4 separate regions of the Mus musculus genome follow, and all the other regions are linked to region 2. Evidence: chromatin contacts called from public Hi-C and promoter capture Hi-C data. All regions are on one chromosome and are shown on one strand. Each heading gives the region's core, a stretch centred on a gene start, on an enhancer-like site or on the middle of the called end of the contact. The rest is flanking DNA. Distances are from core to core; before and after follow the strand shown. Region 1 has its middle 11 kb from the start of Gm39661. Region 2 holds the start of Rpl37a (ribosomal protein L37a). Region 3 overlaps Marchf4 (membrane associated ring-CH-type finger 4). Region 4 overlaps Xrcc5 (X-ray repair complementing defective repair in Chinese hamster cells 5).

Region 1 (5,058 bases), core at 1,353-3,852, 310 kb before region 2:
ACTTACTCAACCAGCATAAATACATTTTGGTACAAATGACGTATTTCCATTTCAAAGGGGCCTTGTTCTTTAGTAGCGGAGGGTTCCCAGGGCTTGTGTTGGTTTAAGGTAGCCTGGGACGCTGGCCACTCTTCCTATCTCTATCTCCATTGGATCTGGCCACCATGAAGTGATGAGAAGGACAGTATGACCTTTGGAAAAACCAAAATTTTGACAGATCCAACAGCCCACTCCAAAGGATGTTTTTAAATATAGTATTATCCAGATCCAAAATTCCATTCAGGATGTTAAGCGGGAAAAAGCTGGTGGCCATGTTATTTTGCATCCCAATTTAAAACAATTGTTTACATTTATAGCATCCCACCCTTCTCTCTGCATGTGCCGTGGATGGAGGCTAGAGAACAACCTGAGGGAGTTCTCATCCACTGTGTGGGTCTGAGAGATCAGAATCAAGTCACCGGGTTTAGCATTAAATCCCTTTACCCACCAAGGCATCTCACCAGCCTGCACCCCAGCTTTTAAAATGTTAGAAATGTTGCAAATCTGACAGGAGCAGAGTTTGTTCTGAGAGGGAAAGGAATGCTCAGCTTGCTGGGGTCCTGGCACAGATGTTACCTTTGTAGACAGATCAGTCATGAGTACTTTGTAGATAATAAGACTGCCAGCTAGCCCTGCCTTAAGCAAATAAGGCCCAATTTCCCCTCATTGCAGGAAGTCTGGCTTAGGTGGCTGCCAGGAGACATATGACACACATGACCCTGAGCAATGGTCTGAGTGAAAACTCTGAGGTTCTCTTGTCCTTCCCACCCCATCTCTCTGTTTGCTTGTTGTCATCTCCTCCTCCTCTTCCTCCTCCTCCTCGGTAAAGCAGAAAAGGTGAGATAAAGCCAAACAACAAAACCTGTTCAGCCGACCTCTTTGGGTAGAAGCTTGTCATGTGTCTAGTTCAGCAGTAAGAGGCACTGGGAAAGCGGGAAGGCCGCATTACTTAAGCCACTCTAGTTGAGTCAGTCCAGGGAGCCGTGAGAGCAGGAGAGGATGCCTGGGTACCAGCGCTGACTCGGCTACTCGTCTTAAGTCAATTTTGTGTTGCTGTCAGGAATGCCTGAGATTGAGTTGTTTCTGAAGAACAGATTTCTTTCTTACAGTTCTGGTGGTAGAAAATCCACAGCAGAGGAGCCTACCTCTGGCAAGGGCCTTTTTGTGTCACCTGTGACTGGAGGCCGAAGGGCAGGCAGAGGGGAGGAGGTGAAGGGGCCGACCTCATCCATTCACAGGGAGCCCATTTCTGAGGGCCACTCCTTATATCCAGTTCACCTCTTAGCTCACTGCACTTTCAGCGTGGGCTTCAGGTGAAGCACATCCTGGACTGTGGATCTCAGAAGTTGTCTAGCCGTCTGACCTCAGCTTTTCTGCGCATACAGTGACGGGTAGGTTTGTTTGTGGCTTAAGCTTTGTTCATTGAAGTAACACTTCCCAGGGAATCAGCCAGCAACAGCAACTCCAGGCCCTCCCAGCCTTCCTGCTCCACCTGTCTTTCCTCACACACTACACATTTGCCAGAGAGTCTACTGGAAGGAGCTGGAGCGCTTCCCACCATCTGTTGTGAGGCACAGGACTCCAGAAGGGATTGGGAAGGGCATACTCGGTCCCTCTCTCCGCCTGACTCCTGCTACCACAGTTTGAGTGCTTTCAGGAGGCAGAGCAGCCCTTCCTCCGACCACCAGTGGTGTGGGGGAAGCCTGTCCTCCGCAGTAACGGTGGTTGGAAGAGCAGTGAGGACAGACATGGGGCTTCAGTTCCAGAATACAAGGTTTCAAAGCCACTTGATGATAATACCACGACTTCTCTTCTTCCTACATGCCTGCTTCTTACTGTCCGCCAAAACGGACACCCCATGACTGGGTCCTGGTGGCTTTAGAAGAATAAGGATGGAGACAAGGTCATAGCCATGCACACTCTTGTCTTTTGCCCTGAGATGCTTCGTGTCATGCTGGGGTTCTGCGAGCAAGCTACAGTTCCCAGTCCTTACACCTGTAGGACCTTGAAGCAAGTGTAAGCTGTTTTCACCCTCTGCTCGCTCCATCCTGGCTGTTTGACCTCGGATGAATCACTCAACCATTTGATAACCCCCGTTTCTGTAACTGTCAGACAGGATTTATGTTAACCTAACATCCAAGATTGCAGGGGAAAATGAAGGTGAATGACATGAAATATTTGATACAGAGGGAGCACCCAGCAGCATGTCCCACTATTAGTCTGTCCAGTTCTCTGTGCATTCTCTATACTGGACTCCATTTGTGCTCTGCTCTGCCGAGCCTCACATGAAGTAGCCAGAGGCCACAGCACTTACCTCTGTTCCCAACTTGCTCTGTGCATTTTTTCCAAACATTCATTTTCTCCAACAAAATGGGCAGCTGCCCCTCAAGAATGCTGGTGGCAATAGAATAAGAGGAAAAGAACCAAAGACTTTCAATAGGAGGAGCTTTGTGTGTGTGTTTTAAGTACTTGAACCTCAGCGGGCCAGCCACGGACATATCCCTTCCCCTGGCTCCTTTGTTTAAAGATACCCCTCCACCCCCCAGCTCCCTGAGCCCTGGATCCTCCAACAGTGTCAGGGTTGGATGCCTTTTATGGGCCATTTTTATTAGTGTCCTGATCGAGGCTTAATCACCACTCATAAACTGCTATCCGCCCACTGGCAGAGAGGGATGGGAAGTCCGATTCTAATTAGGAGTTGAAGCAGAGAGGGCATTTGGAGTTTCAGGACAGAGAGAGAGAGACACACACACAGAGACACAGAGAAAGTGTGTGTGTGTGTGTGTGAGAGAGAGGGGGGGGGAGGGAGAGGGAGAGAGAGCGAGAGAGCAAGAGAGCAAGAGAGCAAGAGAGAGAGAGATTGAGGATGTAAATGTGGTAGCTGAAGAGCAAAGTTAACCCCCTGACAGGTGTACTGCACATACATGTGCTCTCTTTACCTGACATATCCATCCGTATTCCCTTCCTGACCCACAGTTTGCTTCCTAGAACATCATTCACATTGGATTTAAAGCCCAATCTGTTTCAGTAATCCCAGTTAACTAATTTCATCAGCAGATACCCTGATTCTTACTAAGGTATTGGGTGTTAAGACACCGGTTGACATAGCTTTGGGAGAGTATACCATGCAACCAATGAAACTTTATCTTGCCTGCAAAGAAAAAGCTGCAGTTAGAAAAAAAGATGTGTATGTTAGGAGATGCTATGTGTGAGGTGAAGAAATACTGCTACACACAGGCACACACACACTCTGTGGAAAGGGAGAAGACCTTGTTTGGGAAGTATGTATTTGTATCTGTTCACAAGCTGAAATCTGAGGGGCTGTCTCTGTAGATAAGGCGCAAGCCTGTATGTCTGTGTGCTTGCTGTGTGAGATGAGAGGGGGGACTTTGTTTATCCAGAGTCAGCAGAAAAGGCCATGCTGCTAAGCGTGATCAAGTGTTCTGCGAACATTGGTTCTTGTTTTCATCTTGTGTGCTTTTATTCACAAGTTCTTGATTGTTTGAGGAAAGAGACCATATAGTCCCCACCTTTCCTGGACCCAGGATGTGTTTCTCCCTATGGGTAGACGTAGGCTGCAAGGATCTTACCCCGTGCAAAGGTTGATGGGAAGGAAGGGCCCTATTGATTTCCCCGTTCCACAGGAAGGAATCTACGCGCACTCACTTCCACTCTGTAAACTCCAGTTAATCAACGTGCCTTGAACACCTGCTGTATCTACACTCCTGGGCTCTCAAGAAGATTAGAGTTTGAAGAATACGAATGGCCTGTGCTCGGAAGTTCATGGATCGGTAGGGTGAGAAGTTCACAAACCCGTGAAAGAGGCATGGGAAGAGCCTCAGAGACACTGAAAAGGGGGTCGGCTTCAGTCTTGATAACGGGATGCCCTCTGGAATTGGCAGCACTTAAGATGAACACTAATGGTACAGAATTTAATCAAGAGAGAGGGCAGGCTGCTGATCTAAAGGACACAGCAGAGGTCAGGACAGCCTCACAGAGGGGTAAGTGGTTGGCCTGGAGGTACAAGTGCATGATGGGAAATAGAAATGAGTTCCACTACAAAGACCAATTATCTCTGGAGACCCTTGGTTCTGATGAGAGAAAGGGATCAGTTGTGTACTTCAGCAAGGTTATACAGGTCATAGTATGCAGTGGGGTGTGGGGGCTGGGGGGGGCAGTCCTTGGGGAATGGATGCAGGAGAGCCATGCAGAGGCTCTAAATAGCTCTGTAATAGCCTCTAAAAGAAGTGATGAGGGGCCAAACCAGGGTGGCCCTTGAGGAAGTAGAGATGTCAGATGGCCTACTAGCCACTGGGTATTGGACTCCATCTCCTCCACCCCTTTCTGGCTCCCGAGAAGCTTGGGGGAAGTGGCCACTGTCAAGGGCACATGCAAAGATGCTCCTTCAGCACACTGTCAGTCAGGATTATCAGGTCTCCAGCTTCTCCCCCCTTCTCTGAGAGCAAGCCACCCACTGATCGCTGCTCCTGGCCTCACCTGTCCCCATTCCTACCTCAGCCACTCTTCTCCCCAACCTTTCTCTTCTCTAGAAAACTCCACCAGCTGTGTTCTCCAGGCTCCTGTGAAGTTCTCACCCGGGTCCTCATTGGCTCTTCCCTGGTTTAGAAAAGGAAGCCATTTTAAGTGCTGTCTTTTGGGGGCTGCCGGTGGGCTGTCCTCCACCCCACCCTTTTGAACTCAAGGAGCATTTGCTGAGTTCCCTAAAGCCCCCCCCTTCTATCGTCTCTCTCCTGGCCCCACTTTTCACAGAAGAGACTGCCCTGAGGCAGCACTGCGCAGTTGTTTGCATCACCTTAAGAGTTCAGGCCTCCCAACATGCAAACGGTAAGCCTAGCTGTTACATCAGAGCTAAGGAACCAGCAGAAGTTAGGTTTAAGGATTTTCCTGCTGGCCAGGACGGAGGCTCACACTTGCAATTCTAGTACTCAGGAGGCTGACACAAGAGGATTGCACTAAGTTAAAGGCCATCCTGCATCAGACCATGTCTCAAAAAAAAAA
Region 2 (5,224 bases), core at 1,263-3,762:
TCACGAAGTATGCTATGAGACTTTTTCTCCTAGCAATGCCACAAGATTCACCCATAAACTCTCACAAACAGGACTACCAAAATAAACAAATACAACACCAATAGATACAACACCCAACACCCCCCCACACACACACACACAAAACTGAAGGCAACCAAGATATCTGAATAAACAGACAGATAGTCTTCCCCAGAGAAGAGCACACCACAAATGGTTAGCTCTAAAGACATGCATACAAATAAGATAATATATGATCAGTAGGTTACACTTAGGAATATATATATAGAGAGAGATAAATGAATACAATAAGCAATAAATTGTTATAATGCTATTAGTTTGAACAAGAGTAAATTGGAGTATAGGGAAGGGTATGGAGGGAAGAAAGGAAAGGGAAAATGATTTAATTATATTATAATCTTGAAAATATCCAAGAAGTTTTTAAAAAAAAATAAAAAAGCAAGTTAAATCCAGTAACTCCCTTAGGCTGTCTTGAACCCCTTAACTATACTCTGTAGAAACCTTTTTTTGTTTGTTTGTTTTTACAAGTTAAAAAACAAAAATAATACAGTGTAGGGTTTTTCAGTCTTGGCACAGACCAGGTGTGATGTCTGAGTACATGTGTGTATGTATGTGTGTGTGTAGTTGTCTATGCATAAATCATTGTCCTCTTCCTCACTAGAGGATAACGCCACCCTTATCAAATGTCTGCAGATATTGCTGTGTCCTGGGAAGGAGAGGGTAAACAAGATCTCCATGGCTGAGAACCATTTATGAAGTATATAGCAACTGGCATGTTTTTAATAAGCTAGCAAAGAGAGAATATGCTACAATATGCTAGAAACTGGAGTATAACACACATAATGGCATATACTGTTTTATGGGATTCTTGATTTTACTAGATTTGTATGAAGTGGGTCGCTGTGTAAGATGTCTTTCTTACAATGAATTAGAGTCAAAAAGACTAAAAGTCACTAAAAAGAGCAATGTAACCATCCTGGGCCTGTATTTAGCTACTCAAAAAGCTGGCATGGCAAGATAAAGGACTACCTGAATTGTAAAGGGAGTTCAAAGTTGGACAACTTAATGAGACCTTGTATCAGAATAAAAAATAAGAAAAGGCTGGGTATACAGTTCAATTATAGTAACTTGGGTAGTATGTATGAAGCCCTAGGTTCAATCCCAATACAAATAAACACATAAATAAATAAACACAATCTCAAATTATGGTAGACTCATAAATGCTAGCCCCAAATTACATGTTCCAAGAGGAAAACAAAACAAATAGAGGAAAAATTAAATAAATAATGTACAAAAATACTTAAGAATTAAGAGTTTCACAAACTTTCACATTACAAAGAGAATCAGTTCTTTTTTTAAAAAAAAAAAAAAGACAAATCTTTCCGAATATTTATTTATTTTCTATGTATAGATATTTTTCTTGTACACATATCTGTGGACCACGTGAGGTCACAAGGAGTCTCCTAAAAGTAGAGTTACACGCACTTTTGAGCCACCATGTGGGTGGAAAGCAGAGTCAATGAGCCCTCTTTCTAGCCCCAAGACAGACTTCTTTAAAATCAAACACTAACATCATTTCCCACTGGAAATCTTAAAGTTTAAGAAAATCTTAGGAGAGAGAAGTGTTTAAAAATTTCAGAGCCAGGCGTGGTGGCACACGCCTTTAATCCCAGCACTTGGGAGGCAGAGGCAGGCGGATTTCTGAGTTCGAGGCCAGCCTGGTCTACAGAGTGAGTTCCAGGACAGCCAGGGCTACACAGAGAAACCCTGTCTCCAAACCTCCCTCCCCTCCCCCCCAAAAAAAGAAAGAAAGAGAACCACCACTTTAGGGTCTTGGGTTCAAGTAGCCTCTATTCCTTACATTATCCCCAGAACTCTGATCAGCAACATTTCGTAACTCTTTTTTTTTTTTTTTTTAGATTTATTTATTTATTATATGTAAGTACACTGCAGCTGTCTTCAGACACTCCAGAAGAGGGCATCAGATCTCATTATGGATGGTTGTGAGCCACCATGTGGTTGCTGGGATTTGAACTCAGGACCTTCAGAAGAGCAGTCTGCGCTCTTAATCGCTGAGCCATCTCTCCAGCCCATTTCGTAACTCTTAATCGTGACGAATATGACTGTCTCCCAGCCGAACTGTAACTCGGCCTGGGAGCGGATCCTAGGCGTTTACTATGGCCAGCATCTAGCACCCGGCCTGGCGATTTTCCGAAGTATAATATAGTGGGAAGGCAATGCGCCTCAGTCACAAACGTCGCGCTTTAAACACTTAAAGGCAAGCCACCTAAAACCCGTCTCTTCGCGAGCAGAACGCAAGAAATCGCATCTGCTCTGCAGAACTTTGGTTATGTGTAAGCTAAGAAGGATGTGCTTCCAGCTCGTGAACCACTTCTGCGCATCTATGCATTTCTCAGTGGAGACAGCGAATAAACCGCCAGAACACCGAGTTCACTTCCGAGAGAGGAGGTCGCGTCACTTCCGCTCGCCGGTCTAAAACCGCGCATGCGCATTGCGTCCCTTCCTCTTCGGACTTGGGCTTGGGTTCCGGCGACATGGTGAGTGTCTTCGTAACCGCTTTGGAAGTCGCTATCCATCGTCATCTGCCTTAGTCTCCGGCGTCCCGCTCTCAGCCCACCTCGGGTAGTCTGTGCTGTCCCTGTCCTGTCTGCTGTCGGGCTTCTCCCGGCGTCTGGAGCCCCGTACGCGGCCGGAGGCGGCTCGGCGGGGCTTGGCCCAGCGCGGTAGTTAATGCACAATCTGGAGCCTTTTGGCGCTCTGTGGGCGCCTTCCTTGATGGTTGAGCTTGAGGGAAAACAGGATTCAGCCGAGTTTGTGCTCAGCGGCGCGTTGGCGTGCACCGACTGGCTCAATGTCTCTGCTCCGTTCCTTTCCTCTGTCAACAGGCTAAACGCACCAAGAAGGTCGGCATCGTCGGCAAGTACGGGACCCGCTATGGTGCCTCCCTCCGGAAAATGGTGAAGAAAATTGAAATCAGCCAGCACGCCAAGTACACTTGCTCCTTCTGTGGCAAGGCAAGTCGGCCTCGGGTTAGGGAGGAGGGTGCCATTGCTCCCGAGCTAAGGCGGTTTGGGCTCGCTTTTTGCGGAGCATTCGTTGTTTACTTGCAACTAGTGAGGAACTTAAGGGTGAATGGTTTGGAGAGGAAAAAGTCCGATCTTGGGAAATTGATAGCGATGTCAGCGCATCTGTACCAACCCCAAAGAGGTCTGTTTAGCCTGTAAATAATACTCTGCTTGGGTTACTAGAATTTAACTGCTAATGGATAAGCTGGCTTTTCCATAGTTTACTCTCTGGAAGTCTCAGGGATTTTTTTTTTATATATATTTCATAACAAGATCTTAACTACTTACAGACCAAGATGAAGAGACGAGCCGTCGGCATCTGGCACTGTGGTTCCTGCATGAAAACAGTGGCCGGTGGGGCCTGGACCTACAAGTGAGTGTTTTCTCCTGTGGTATAGGAAAGGCTATGGACTGCACAGCCCGTGTTCCAGGTCTGGTGCATATCGGATTTGTTTTAGTTTAAAGCAAATCATGAGTTTGGGTTTAAAAGTTAATAGTTTTTGGTCAGGGCTATACAGTGAAACCCTGTCTCAAAAACAAAGTTATGGTTATAGATAAAAGCTCAGAGCCGGGCGTGGTGGCGCACGCCTTTAATCCCAGCACTCGGGAGGTAGAGGTAGGCGGATTTCTGAGTTCGAGCCCAGCCTGGTCTACAAAGTGAGTTCCAGGACAGCCAGGGCTACACAGAGAAACCCTGTCTCGGGGGAAAAAAAAAAAAAGAAGAAGTTCAGACTTTGATTCTCATATTCCTTTTGAATTGTACAGTCACCATGCTCTTTGGAAAATTACAGTTGATCTAAGTCCATTGGTGTTTGTGCTGGACTTGACTTAACACTACAAGTTATTTCTATAAAATGGTTTGAGGTTAATTGACTCGGGATTGTATAGAACATTGGAGGCTGTTTGGGCATATTTAGTGCTATGACCTTGACAGAGCCAGATGTTGTTGAAATGAAGCCTCCTGTCATTGTTTGCTTTGTTCTTAAGAGCTTTAGCATCTCAAACCAACAGCTGCCCCTCCACCCCTGAGTTTGCTGGCCAGAAGTCTGGTATCCAAGTGGTGTGGTGTTTTTATACTTCCAGCATGGCCCTCTGAGTGTGGCTAGTTGCTGAGGAGGTGAACATGTGGGTTGCAGTTTTTCTTGACGCCTTGGTATTGAAAAAACAGTCTGAGTGTGTTTAAGAGCAGCTTGAGTGCACAAGGAGTAGTGGTAGCAAGTGCTCTGTCCTGATAGGTGACTGACTATTCATACACAGTGTGTGGTCTGGCTGTTTGGTTTGGGGGTGTAGGCTTAAAACTTATCATAGGCCTCCTCTATCCTGTCTACAGAGGAGAGCACCTTAAGATCTCGTGGAGTCTGGGTCTGTCTCTTTTTCAATATTGAAGAAATCAGATGCTCAAGCACCTTAGAATAGTGAGAGTGCCCCAAGTCTTGGCTTTTGAAGGGTGCCACCATGCCAGTGTGACATCAGCACTGGTCTTGTTAGGTAAGGTTCACTGCAGCATGGTTGGTGTTGGCGAAGGATGCTATCATTCTTTCCATGAGAAAATTAAGAAATTTCAGGACTATAGGGGAACAATGGGACAGATACACTCAGGTGTTCTATGTTAACATTCACAGTTATGTTGGAAATGGTTTTTCTTCACAGCACCACCTCTGCAGTCACAGTGAAGTCTGCCATCAGAAGACTGAAGGAACTGAAAGACCAGTAGAAGCCCTGCTGTCTGAGACTTGCCTAGCCTGCAATAAACGGGTTATTTACGTAACTTTTTTTTTTTTGCCTTGTTTGTGGTTAATTAAAACATTTGGTGTGTGTTCTATTTTTTATTTTCGAAAGATGCTTGTTTTGAGACATACTGTGTGACCCTGGCTGGCCTTGAGTGCCTGGTTCTCCTTACAAGTGTAGATACATCTGGCTTAAGATTTTAGTCTTTCAGAAATAAAAATGTTGCTAAGACAATTATGTACATAGCTTGGTTTGCTATATTGTCAGCAAACTGAAACTAGAATATTTATAGAAATGTTAATAAGATTGAATTAAATGTAGTGTGAGTACTTGGTAGGAAATAAATGATAATACATAGGTAAATAACAAAAATGAGGGTCTCCTGACAAATT
Region 3 (4,970 bases), core at 2,353-4,852, 280 kb before region 2:
GCTTCAAGTTCCACAACCTGCAAATTTTCCCTCACAGATGTCTACCATGGTGGGCTCTTGGCATCCACAAGGTACAGGTTTCTCTTAAGGTGCTCCTGGCTGTCTGGAGGAAGCACAATGGAGTAGTTACAGTTTAGCCAGACTCCCTAGGTGGGAATACCAGCTGGTGGCTTTGGGCAGGTTACTTCTCTGTGCCACAGTGCCCACAATTGTAAAATGAGGATAACGATGACATCTACTTGATCCGGTTGTTGTAATACTGATTGATGTATATCAAACATTTAATTTGTCGCCTTGTGTATGGTAAGAACTTCAGATGCTGTTAGGTGGCATCTTATCTTATTCATGGCATCTATAAGTTCCACACTCTGAGGCACAAGAAATTTACCATCCTTTTGGGCAATGTCAAATCTGACCTTTCCTTTCTACCTGGTGACTGTCCTGGAAGGCAGACTATCTGTTGAAAGAAGACGGAGCATGTCACCCAGGTATTGAAGGAGTGAGTACCTGCACCTACCCCAGCAGTGTCTTATGCAGTCAGAAGAATCTACTAAACATCACCATGTGCCAGTCCCCGCTGTAGGCTCTGAGTATACAGCAATCAACAGGATAAGTCAAGGCTTGTAGCACCAAGACACCATAAAGTCCAGCCTTCTGTGAGAATGTCTCATCTTTTGCATCTTCTCAGTACAACGCACTCAGAATGATGATTCTTAAGTCCCTCCATAATCAATAGATACTAAAGTGACCTGTGAATCACCAGAGAAAGAGCATGGTCGTCACCATAGCTCTGATGATGTGCAGAGTCCGCTATATTTGAACACTATCTTGGAAGAAGACAATCCACATAACAAAGAGTTCCCATGAGTGTTTCAGGTAAATGACCTGTTCTGGACCACATTGAGAACTCACACCCTTATTCTATTTGTTTTTAATTTTTGTTTGTTCTGTTTAATGTCCTATGTATCCCAAGCGGGCCTTGAACTCGCTATGTAGTTTGACCTCCCAGTCCTCATACCTCTCTCTCCTGGGTGCTGGGAATGCAAGCATGTGGTGCTTGCTTGATGCAGTGCTGGGTATTGAACCCAGGATTTGGGCATCTAGGCGAGCACCCTACCAACCGAGATGCAGCCCCTCCATCCCTTATCAAGACAGCTTATTTGTAGTTGTGGGTTTCGTTTAGTTTTAAATTGTTCAGTGTGTTTTCTAAGCCTCTGGATTTTAAGATTTTTTGGGAAGTAATCTTTGTAAAGTACTCCCCCAGCTAGGGGCTTCCTACTAGTGACTACTCATCCAACTACAATTACTAATGATTCACCATGTACGTCCCACCTATGATACTGCCTGACTGTCCATCAATCATAAAGAGGGAGGGACCGGTCAGGGTGAAGGGAGGAGCAATCTTTGGTACTTGACCTCTGCCCAAGCTTTCTCTGGGACGCCTAATTTGAATGCTGTTCTCCGATCCTCAAAGGAAAGTATTCAAGGAACCTGGACCTGCACCTCCCATCTCAGATTCTCTCAATTCTTTGAAATGGGTGGAGCTCATGAGAGATCATTCTAGCATCTTTGAAATGGACCCAATGGGTGGAGCTCACGAGAGATCCTGCTAGCATTAATACTTGTAGGAGCCTTGGGCTGTATCCTGGGAAGGGGTTGAGAGTAGTTCCTGCTTTGACCTGGTGGAATCCATTTGTTAAGAAGCCAAAAAAAAAAAAAAAAAAAAAAAAAAAAAGCCAAGAATCTCATTGTTTTGATGCGGTCACATACACACACATACCATGTACATACATGCATCATGTGTACCTATGTATCCATACACACATGGATGCATGTTGAGGGCAGCATACCTGTCTGCCCTAGCAGCTGTACTCTCAAAGATGAAATAATGACACGATGAACTCTTGCTAAGGAAGCATAGAAAACAGAGAAAGAAAAGTGGCTCTCACTGGAGGAAAAAGAGCAAGCAAGGAAGGAAACCCGGGAAAGAGACATGAGTGCTAGGGAAAGAAATTTTATTTCCAAGCTTTTAAGAGAATATTACAAACAACAGAGAGTTTTTTTTTTAAAAAAAAACCCTAAAAACTAGTTTAAAAAAGTACTTGACAGTGTCCATTTAATACCCAAGGATGGCATGTCCATTGTGCAATGACAGTAAGAAACTCTGCAGGTGACCACCCAGTGGCCTTCCCTGGCAGGGTCCTGGAACACACTGGTGGGCTCCTACGACAGTGCTCCCTGACTGCCTCCTTGGTGTGCCTGGCTGCACCAGAAGGACCAGGAGCACATAGCCCAGAGCACATAGCCCAGATCACAAGGCAAACTGCCTCTTTAGGGAGGGGACCAGTACCAAGCAGCTAGGAATACTTAGTTAGGTGTTCACGCCTTCCTTGAGATACACAGGCCAGTGTCACCCCACACTGCAGCAGACCCAGATGTGTGTGTGTGTGTGTCTGTGTGTGTGTGTGTGTATGTGTGTGTGTGTGTGTGTGTGTGTGTGTGTGTGTGCGCGCTCAAGCACGTGAATGCGTGTGTGTTTCTCTCTGTGTCTTTGTGTGTGTGTTCACAGGCATTTGCTCGCACACGCATGCGTGCATGCGTGCATACATATGCGTGTGTGCTTGCGGGCCTGCCTGTGAGAATGCCAATGCGAAAAGGACATGGCACTGCATTATCCTGGTTATAGACGGGGCTCAGTAATGAGGAAAATCATCCCTGGCCTGACAGCTTTGAAGGCTGACGCCACAGCAGCGGAAGTGTGCTTGAGCCACTCATGAGAAGTCTTCACGTCTCTCCACATGCACATGTATGTACATGAGTCCCCCACATCCTGTAAACATCTTTGAGCCAAATCACCGTAAGGTAAACAAGGAAACAAAAAGATCTCCATGTCTAAACCTCAGCCTTCTTTGAGTTCATGTTACAGCTAGGAAAGTTCTTCCTGGGGGACCCAACCCCATTTCTCTGGCCTGGCATACCAACAACTCCCTTCCTGAACCGTCTCCAGGGGATCCCTAAAGCCATTTGAGTCACTGGAATTTTACAGAGTGTAGAGGCCTTCAGCAAACATTAGGACCACCAGCTCACAAGGTCTCTCTCTCTCTCTCTCTCTCTCTCTCTCTCTCTCTCTCTCTCTCTTGTCTCTCAGTTACTCAGTGCTAGGAAGCAGCAGCACCCAGGTGGCCCTTTGTTTTCTCTCTTTGCTGCCCTTAGACCCCCAGGCACAGCAGGTACCCCAGGTACCAGCCACCATTTTCTGCCCACCCTTTTCTGGGTGTCTTGCTACTTGTGGTTCTCTGGGAGGGGTTGTTTTCTTAGGGCAGATTCCATTTGTCCCACCCATTGTTGTGAAGTTTGTGTTGGTTTTCCCTTGCTGTGGAACCAATGGACTGGGAATCGTAAGGGCTCTCCCTCAGGCGGTCTCCCCCATAGCTCCCCTTGAGGCCCACCATTCCTGATCCCTGGGCCCCTCCTGGCCCAGACTCTTGTGGTGTGTATGTGGTCTCAACCTGCCTCCCAGGCCTCCTTTCACACTGTGGTGACTCTCATGACAAGCTCTCGGCCGCTGCCCTGGGTGCTCCGCTGGTCATGAGGTCTCAAGTGACTCAGGATGTGTAGGATGGTGTAAGCACAGTGGTGTTGGGACACAGGGCCTGAGGGGTGGCTGGCGGCCCTGGTGGGGCCCTCTTCACGGGCAGGCGGGCTGGCTGCCTCCTCTTCCGCAGAGGGTAGGTTGGCTTGGGCAGATGAGGAAGTCTGTAGGTTTGTCCTGCCTCCTGATTTTTGATCCTCTAAGTCTTTTGTCTTGTCATAGTTCAGCACTTTCCACTGCTGGTTTACAGCCTGCCAGCGTTTAAAGATGCGATATACCGAGGGCCCTTCGTGGATGATGAGGCCTGCCAGGAAGAGAAGAAGACAAAGGCTAAGCAAAGAAAGCAACAACTGGGGGAGAGAATGCCACTGCATCCTTAACTTACACAGACACGGGCACTGGAGAAGCTGGGGTCTCTCTGTGTTGCTTTTATTCTAAATCTGCCTTCCAGCTCTGAGCCACATGACTCCAGAGCACCACTAGATTCCCAGACTCCATGAGTCACCAGAAGGGAGAAGGTCACAAAATAGCTGGGCTTTGCATGAACTGCCTTCGCCTGCTTCCGCTCCATCCTGCCCCCTTCTTGGCTTGGCACAATTCAAATTCTTCAATGACATCATAATAAAAATATTTTTTCCTTCCCTGTATTACATATTCATGATGCCCTGTGCTTACCAGGTGTTGAATGAATCATGTGCTTTTAAAGGGCAACAGCCATGAAATCCTGTGGTCATCGTGGTCCTGCTGAATGGGAACTGAAACTCCGCTCTAGCTCTTTGCACAGCCAATGCTACTGAAATACGGATCCCCGTGGCCGTCTGAACATCCTTGCAGTTATATTGGCCAAATCCATTGGGAGCCATTGGAAACAAACCATGTCTGGCAACAAGGCAAATGGATATCAATTTTAGGCCTACTGTGTGCAAAGCACTTAGGATGGGGCAGTGCCTGAGATGGGAAGTCCTTTCCTTAGAGAGCTTATGTTTAAGTTAAGAGGCATATACAAAATGTACAAATGAATCCACCAGACTCTCTTCCTGTGTGGGCACATGCTAGGAGGAAGATGAAATAGGATTAAATAGCCCTTAGCTGCAGGCAACTGGGGTCTTGTTTTGGCAAGAGGGAAGAAAGAAGCAAGTTTCAGAGGAATTGGCAAGTTTAAGTTGAGACTTAAATGAGAAGGAGAGTTGTGTGCAAAGATCTGGAGAGGGCACTCATCTCTGGTGGGAAACGCAAGTGCACAAGCCAGGAGGCAGGAATGCGATGACCAAGGTTGAAACTGAGGTTGGCGTGCCTACCGCAGCGCAAGCCCGTGGATGTGGCAAGCGGAGGAGAAGGTGGCCGGAGCCCCCGTTATGATCGTGTCTTGCATTGTATC
Region 4 (5,151 bases), core at 1,819-4,318, 330 kb before region 2:
GCCCATGTACAGCCTGAATCTAGAATAGATATCTTTGAAGCCTCTTTGAGATAAATGATGGCCTGTAGTATCCTAAGATGGATACTCCTTCCAGGGGCCAATTTTTATATTTGCTACTAATAAGTGTTGAGTCACTGGCTAATTCTGAAGGACATTTTGGTGCATTATAATTGGATCTGTGACTTAGGGAGAATGGAGACTGTCAGTCTGTCTCTTAGCCCTGTTATTGCTATAGAAGCAGAGAAGCCCCTGGTTATCAGCATCTCCTTCATACAGCAGAACAGGGGAACCAAAAGCATAAACCAGCTAGGAAGAAGTACTGGGTTTTCCCAGTCGTTTTGTTTGTTTTTTGTTTTGTTTTGTTTTGGGTTTTTTTTTTTTTTTTTTTTTTGCAGTTTACTATATTAAAGATGGCAGGGAAATGGGCTCTGCCCCCAAATGTTGGAATGGAAGTCTCTTGTCCACATCTCTTCTAATATTCAGTATGTAAAGCGTTATCCACCACAGCTATGCCCTGATGTTAAATGGTTCATTATAGTCAGTGAACCACAAAATTGTCTGGGTAAAGGGGCAGAATTCAGAATCAGGGGCCAGATGCACCTGCCTGCTTCTAAAGGACAAAAACCCAGCCCTTCGTCTTCACTGGATTGTTGGAAGGTCGGTGTGTTTATCTGCCTGAGTTTCTCAACCTCGTGGGGGAAAGGACAAGGCAGTCTGATAGACAAAATCCGAATAGGTTCTTGGGTTCCGAGAGTATCGTTCTCAAATGTAAATGGGACGCCGAGACGCCTTCATTCTCCGTGTAACTTCTTCACCACATCACCATTGTGCATGGACAGGCAGCTTTGGTATTTGCTGATTTTATTTGAGTTTGGGTATTTTCTCCGTAAACTGGTCTGTGTCTCTGTCTCTTTAATGCTGGTGAGTGTGAGTGTGTTTGTGAGTATAGTCTGTATGAGTGTGTTCTTTCATATTTCAGGATAAGCAGGTAAGGAAACGGTTTTTGTGAAATAGTTCAGTATCTCCTCTCTTCATTGTTTAATGGGCTCCCGTGCTAGACAACATAATCTGTTATCACTTGATCCTTTGTGTTTTTATGTATTTCTTTGTAGATTTTTCCCGCGCGCGCGCAGGGACAGGCACACTATGGTGCTCCTGTAGAGGGCAACTTGTAGAAATGTATTCTCTCCGTTTCTCTTGTGGGTTCCAGGGACTGAAGTCAGATCATCAGGCTTGGTGGCAAGCGCCCTTACCCACTGAGCCATCTGGCCCTTTCATAGCTGTTTCATAAAATGTGGGCACAGAGTCTCTCCCTTCTTCTTCTGTTAATTCCCATGCTCCAAGTCCTGGTTTATATGTTCCTGCGAACTTCCTTCTTGACTTCCTGCCAAGCTCCCACTCCTCTGTCTGTCTTTAAATGTCCTTTCCAAGTCCTTGGCCTTGAACCCTTTCTAATTCTATTCTTTCAAAGGAGCCAGGCTCCACCCTCATCACAAATATGCACTCTCATGATGCTTCCGTGCGCCAGAGCTTCCCGGCCAACTCTGACTCCTTCTTCCCTTACTCTTGCCCAGTCACTCCAGGCACTCTCCCTCTCCTACCCTCCCTTCCCATTTCTTTGTGTGTGTGTGTGTGTGTGTGTGTGTGTGTGTGTGTGTAGAGGCCAGAGGTCAATTTGGGGTATCTCCCTCTATTACTCTTCACCTTACTTCTGAGATAGCACCTCTCACTTAGCCTGGAACCCACCAATTTAAATCGGCTAGACTGCCTAGCCAAGGTGCCCTGGGATCCTTCTTTACAGGGCTGCTGGGGAGCTGAACTCATGTCCTTGTGTTGTGAGCACTCTATGTGCTAAGCCTGGGCTGTTGGAGAGAAAAGCCAGCTGCTGGAAGAAAGCCACCTTCTACCTTTCATTGCTCAGTTAAGAACCATGTTCACTGGTGATGCCTCCTGAATCACCAACAATTTAAAGTTCATGTGATTTCATAACATTCATAGCCTTCTTCATTATTTACACCCAGTTGTTGTTGTTGTTGTTATTATTATTAGTGTGTGTATATATTACATTCCCCAGGAGCCTGTTTAGTCCTCAGAGGGAAGGGATTTACCTTAAACTTATTGAATCCTAAGGAACACTGCATCCTATCCTGTACACAGCAGTCACACAATAAATATGAACTAGGACAAGCTGATGAAGTGGCTGGTAAACTAAGCAAAGAGAAACAGTTACGCCATAGCTTCCTAAGATACTTCATCCTCATCTCAGAAGAAATGGAGGACTTGGGGTATTTGGGATTAGTGTCCTTAACCTCGAAGGAAATTTATTTGTGCCTAGAGAGATAATGCTAAGTGAACTTCTTATCAAACCATCTGCAAAAGGAGCTGTCGTGAACTGTATTAGAAACGCCAGCCATTTGGTTATTTTGCTTTTGCAAGCTGAAAAGAGAAACTGCTTTGTTTGCTTTGAGTTTCTTGTTGACGGTTCTCTCCTGCCAGGTAATCAGGGTTGTATTACTTACCTCCCTAAGACGACCATTGGAACGTGCTGTGTCTCCTTTGAATAGTGTGTGGATATTAATTTACTGCCAGAGGACACATTGGGGGAGATTTCTGAAATTGCATAGGGAAGTGTTTCTTTAATCCTCAAATTTGTCAAATGCTTTATAATAATGGAGATCATAATCTCCGGGTTGGAAGGAGAAATGGAATGGTTCTTGGGGATATTTTTTCCTTCCTGAGAAATTGCTATATGAGATGAGAAAATGCTTCATTCGTTTTTCTTTCTGCATGCTTTAAGGTCTTCCGGAAATGAGTAGATGGCACTGATTCAGGTCTTTTGTAAGAGGCTGAACAGTGTTCAGGTCTCTGATTCATAGAGTTAGTGGCCGCGAGCCCTCACCGGCGACTCTTAAAAGCAGTTTGCTTTAATATTGCACTCTCACATACATTTTAAACAGAATGTTCAAATGAGGTCATGATTTTGGGAAATAGCAGCCATAGGTATATCAGCATTGCCCCAGAAGTTGTCAGGCAGCCAGGCAGTGCGTGGCTCCAGGAATGAGGGAGAGCGTGCCCGTAGGCATGATGTCCCGTTTCCATTGGTTTCTTCTGCTGAGGCCAAGGCATGTTCCCATTGTCCTCTGCTGTTTTCATGCTGAAGGGTTCTTTTTTCTTTGTTAGTGAGGCAGCCACAAGTTTCAGCTTGCCTTGCAAATGATAACATTATTAATGTCCTTCTGCTTTCCAAGCCATTTATATGTTGCCTGCTAGCAGCTATTGGGTATTAAGTACCCAGAGCTAGTGCAGTGCTGAGAAGCACGGGAAATATTCAGGTCCAGGAAGGGCACAGATACAGTAATGATCGCTCATTCTGACGACGAATGTGGGCTGCTCTTTCCCAGTGCGATCTGGGATTGGTAAAGGGTAGGCCGTGCTAGCTCGTTACTTTTCATTGCCTGGTGCTGTTTGACAGTTACTTACCCTAAGTCTCAGAGTTGGGGGAGGAACTGGAGGATTCATTTCTGATGAATATTTTAAGCAAGGTAGTTTTGAATTGTTCAAACTAAAACAACAACAACAACAACAACAACAAAACATCACCACCACCACCAAACCACCAACCCTCCCCCCCCAAGATTTATAATGAAACAAGCAAATAAAAACATAAAACAAACCATCCTACTACAACCTGCAGAAGGAAAACTTAGGTATAATTTTAGGCACTTAATTTCTAGGCACTAAAATTCTAGAAATTTAATTTTATTTCTTGACAAATAGTGTTACCAAATTTCTTTATTCAAAAGATTTACTATTTTTAATTATATGTGTGTGTATGTGTCTGTGTAAGTGTATATGCATGTGACTGCAGTGCCCACAGGAGCCAGAAGAGGGCATCAGCTATCCTAGATCTAGATTAAGAGACTGTTGTGAGCTGCCCGATGTGGGTGTTGGGAACAGAACTCTCAGCCTCTAGAAGAACAGTACATCACGTGCTCGTAACTACTGAACTGTTTCTCTACCTCTTTACCAAATCTCTTTCCTTTTCCTTTTCCTTTTCCTTTTCCTTTTCCTTTTCCTTTTCCTTTTCCTTTTCCTTTTCCTTTTTCTCCTTGCCTCGCCTCTCTGCCTCGCCTCTCCCCTCTGCCTCTCCCCTCTGCCTCTCCCCTCTGCCTCTCCTCTCCTCTGCCTCTCCTCTCCTCTCCTCTCCTCTCCTCTCCTCTCCTCTCCTCTCCTCTCCTCTCCTCTCCCCTCCCCTCCCCTCCCCTCCCCTCCCCTCCCCTCCCCTCCCCTCCCCTCCCCTCCCCTCCCCTCCCCTCCCCTCCCCTCTTCTTCTTTTCTTTCCTTTCCTTTCCTTTCCTTTCCTTTCCTTTCCTTTTCTTTTCTTTTCTTTTCTTTTCTTTCTGTGTTTGTTTGGTTGGTTTTGCTCTGTTTTGTTTCGTGAGATAGGGTTCCTTTGTGTAGCCCTGGCTGTCCTGCCCGTGCTTTGTAGACCAGGCTGGCCTCAAACTTAAATAGATCTGCCTGTCTTTGTCTCCTGAATACTGGGACTAAAGGCGTTCACCACCATGTCTTGCACCAAAGTTCTTAAATACCTACTTTTAAGATAGGATTTTGCATCATCTCCCTCCCTAAAGAAACTTGGCAAGTATGCATGCAGATTCCGAGACTCTTGACCAAGAGTTCACCCTTACAGCTGTGTTCCAAGAATTGTACTATGTTCTCACAAACATCCCCATGCCTGAGAGAATAAATCTATTATCTTATATTCTAGCGAGTCTCCAGTTAATAAGTCACATCGAACAATTTTTGGATACCAATGAAACACTGTATTTTATGAAAAGTATGGACTGCATCAAAGCTTTCCGGGAGGAGGCCATTCAGGTGAGTGTGCTCACCCGTCTCCCAGCAGCTGACGGCAGGGGCACGCAGCGTCCCACAGGTAAGCCTAGCTTGTGGAAAGCATCGTTCTCACGGTCAATTGTGCAGTATGCCAAGTGGAAATGACCAAACGTGCCTGTCATCGTCATCTCTCGGGAGGAGTGGAGGTCGTGGTGTGGTAGGTGGGGATAAACTAACTCATCTAGGAAAATTGATGAAAGGTATATATGAGTGTGAGTGCTGAGAGGGATTTATAGAGATGGGATAGGTGTA

What was found. Promoter capture Hi-C pulls out the DNA fragments that hold promoters and counts their contacts. Hi-C and Micro-C count contacts between places; a contact is called where the count stands out from the background.
Region 1: a Hi-C map of nephron progenitors shows a contact between it and region 2, with 4 times the contacts expected there. The contact joins the enhancer-like site here to the promoter of Rpl37a in region 2. A contact is called at or near these places in 4 of 39 promoter capture datasets (the C10 cell line, embryonic stem cells and trophoblast stem cells), 3 of 484 Hi-C or Micro-C datasets (embryonic stem cells and nephron progenitors) and 4 of 115 datasets of contacts at active chromatin or transcription factors (embryonic stem cells, extraembryonic endoderm stem cells and large pre-B cells).
Region 3: a contact with region 2 is called in a promoter capture Hi-C map of pre-B cells, with 2.0 times the contacts expected there. The contact joins the enhancer-like site here to the promoter of Rpl37a in region 2. A contact is called at or near these places in 8 of 39 promoter capture datasets (the 3T3-L1 cell line, the C10 cell line, embryonic stem cells and 2 more), 1 of 484 Hi-C or Micro-C datasets (olfactory sensory neurons) and 5 of 115 datasets of contacts at active chromatin or transcription factors (the NIH/3T3 cell line, embryonic stem cells, large pre-B cells and 1 more).
Region 4: a promoter capture Hi-C map of embryonic stem cells shows a contact between it and region 2, with 3 times the contacts expected there. The contact joins the enhancer-like site here to the promoter of Rpl37a in region 2. A contact is called at or near these places in 16 of 39 promoter capture datasets (the 3T3-L1 cell line, the C10 cell line, the HPC-7 cell line and 9 more), 1 of 15 datasets of contacts at CTCF or cohesin (pro-B cells), 5 of 484 Hi-C or Micro-C datasets (embryonic stem cells, myocytes and nephron progenitors), 10 of 115 datasets of contacts at active chromatin or transcription factors (astrocytes, embryonic stem cells, epiblast stem cells and 3 more) and 1 of 9 other capture datasets (embryonic stem cells).

What each region holds. Positions count from the first base shown.
Region 1 is chr1:72,399,234-72,404,291 of GRCm38.p6, forward strand. No RefSeq gene overlaps it. Among named protein-coding and RNA genes, the nearest start is that of Gm39661, 11 kb to the right of the region's middle. Within about 2 kb of position 2,603, at least 17 of the 459 cell types and tissues checked have an H3K27ac peak or open chromatin away from gene starts, as enhancers often do. A contact at or near this core is called in nephron progenitors, where this site is marked.
Region 2 is chr1:72,708,748-72,713,971 of GRCm38.p6, forward strand. Rpl37a (ribosomal protein L37a) reads left to right here and starts at 2,513. Exons shown (of 4, transcript NM_009084.4): 1 at 2,513-2,576; 2 at 2,925-3,053; 3 at 3,395-3,477; 4 at 4,755-5,066. The coding sequence starts at 2,574. The coding sequence ends at 4,818.
Region 3 is chr1:72,425,114-72,430,083 of GRCm38.p6, forward strand. It overlaps Marchf4 (membrane associated ring-CH-type finger 4), which reads right to left. Exons shown (of 4, transcript NM_001045533.2): 4 at 1,999-3,896. The coding sequence ends at 3,529. Among named protein-coding and RNA genes, the nearest start is that of Gm39661, 15 kb to the left of the region's middle. Within about 2 kb of position 3,603, at least 103 of the 459 cell types and tissues checked have an H3K27ac peak or open chromatin away from gene starts, as enhancers often do. A contact at or near this core is called in the NIH/3T3 cell line, pancreatic cancer cells and pre-B cells, where this site is marked.
Region 4 is chr1:72,376,848-72,381,998 of GRCm38.p6, forward strand. Xrcc5 (X-ray repair complementing defective repair in Chinese hamster cells 5) reads left to right here. Exons shown (of 21, transcript NM_009533.2): 17 at 4,772-4,881. Among named protein-coding and RNA genes, the nearest start is that of Gm39661, 34 kb to the right of the region's middle. Within about 2 kb of position 3,069, at least 20 of the 459 cell types and tissues checked have an H3K27ac peak or open chromatin away from gene starts, as enhancers often do. A contact at or near this core is called in astrocytes, embryonic stem cells and stem cell-derived neural progenitor cells, where this site is marked.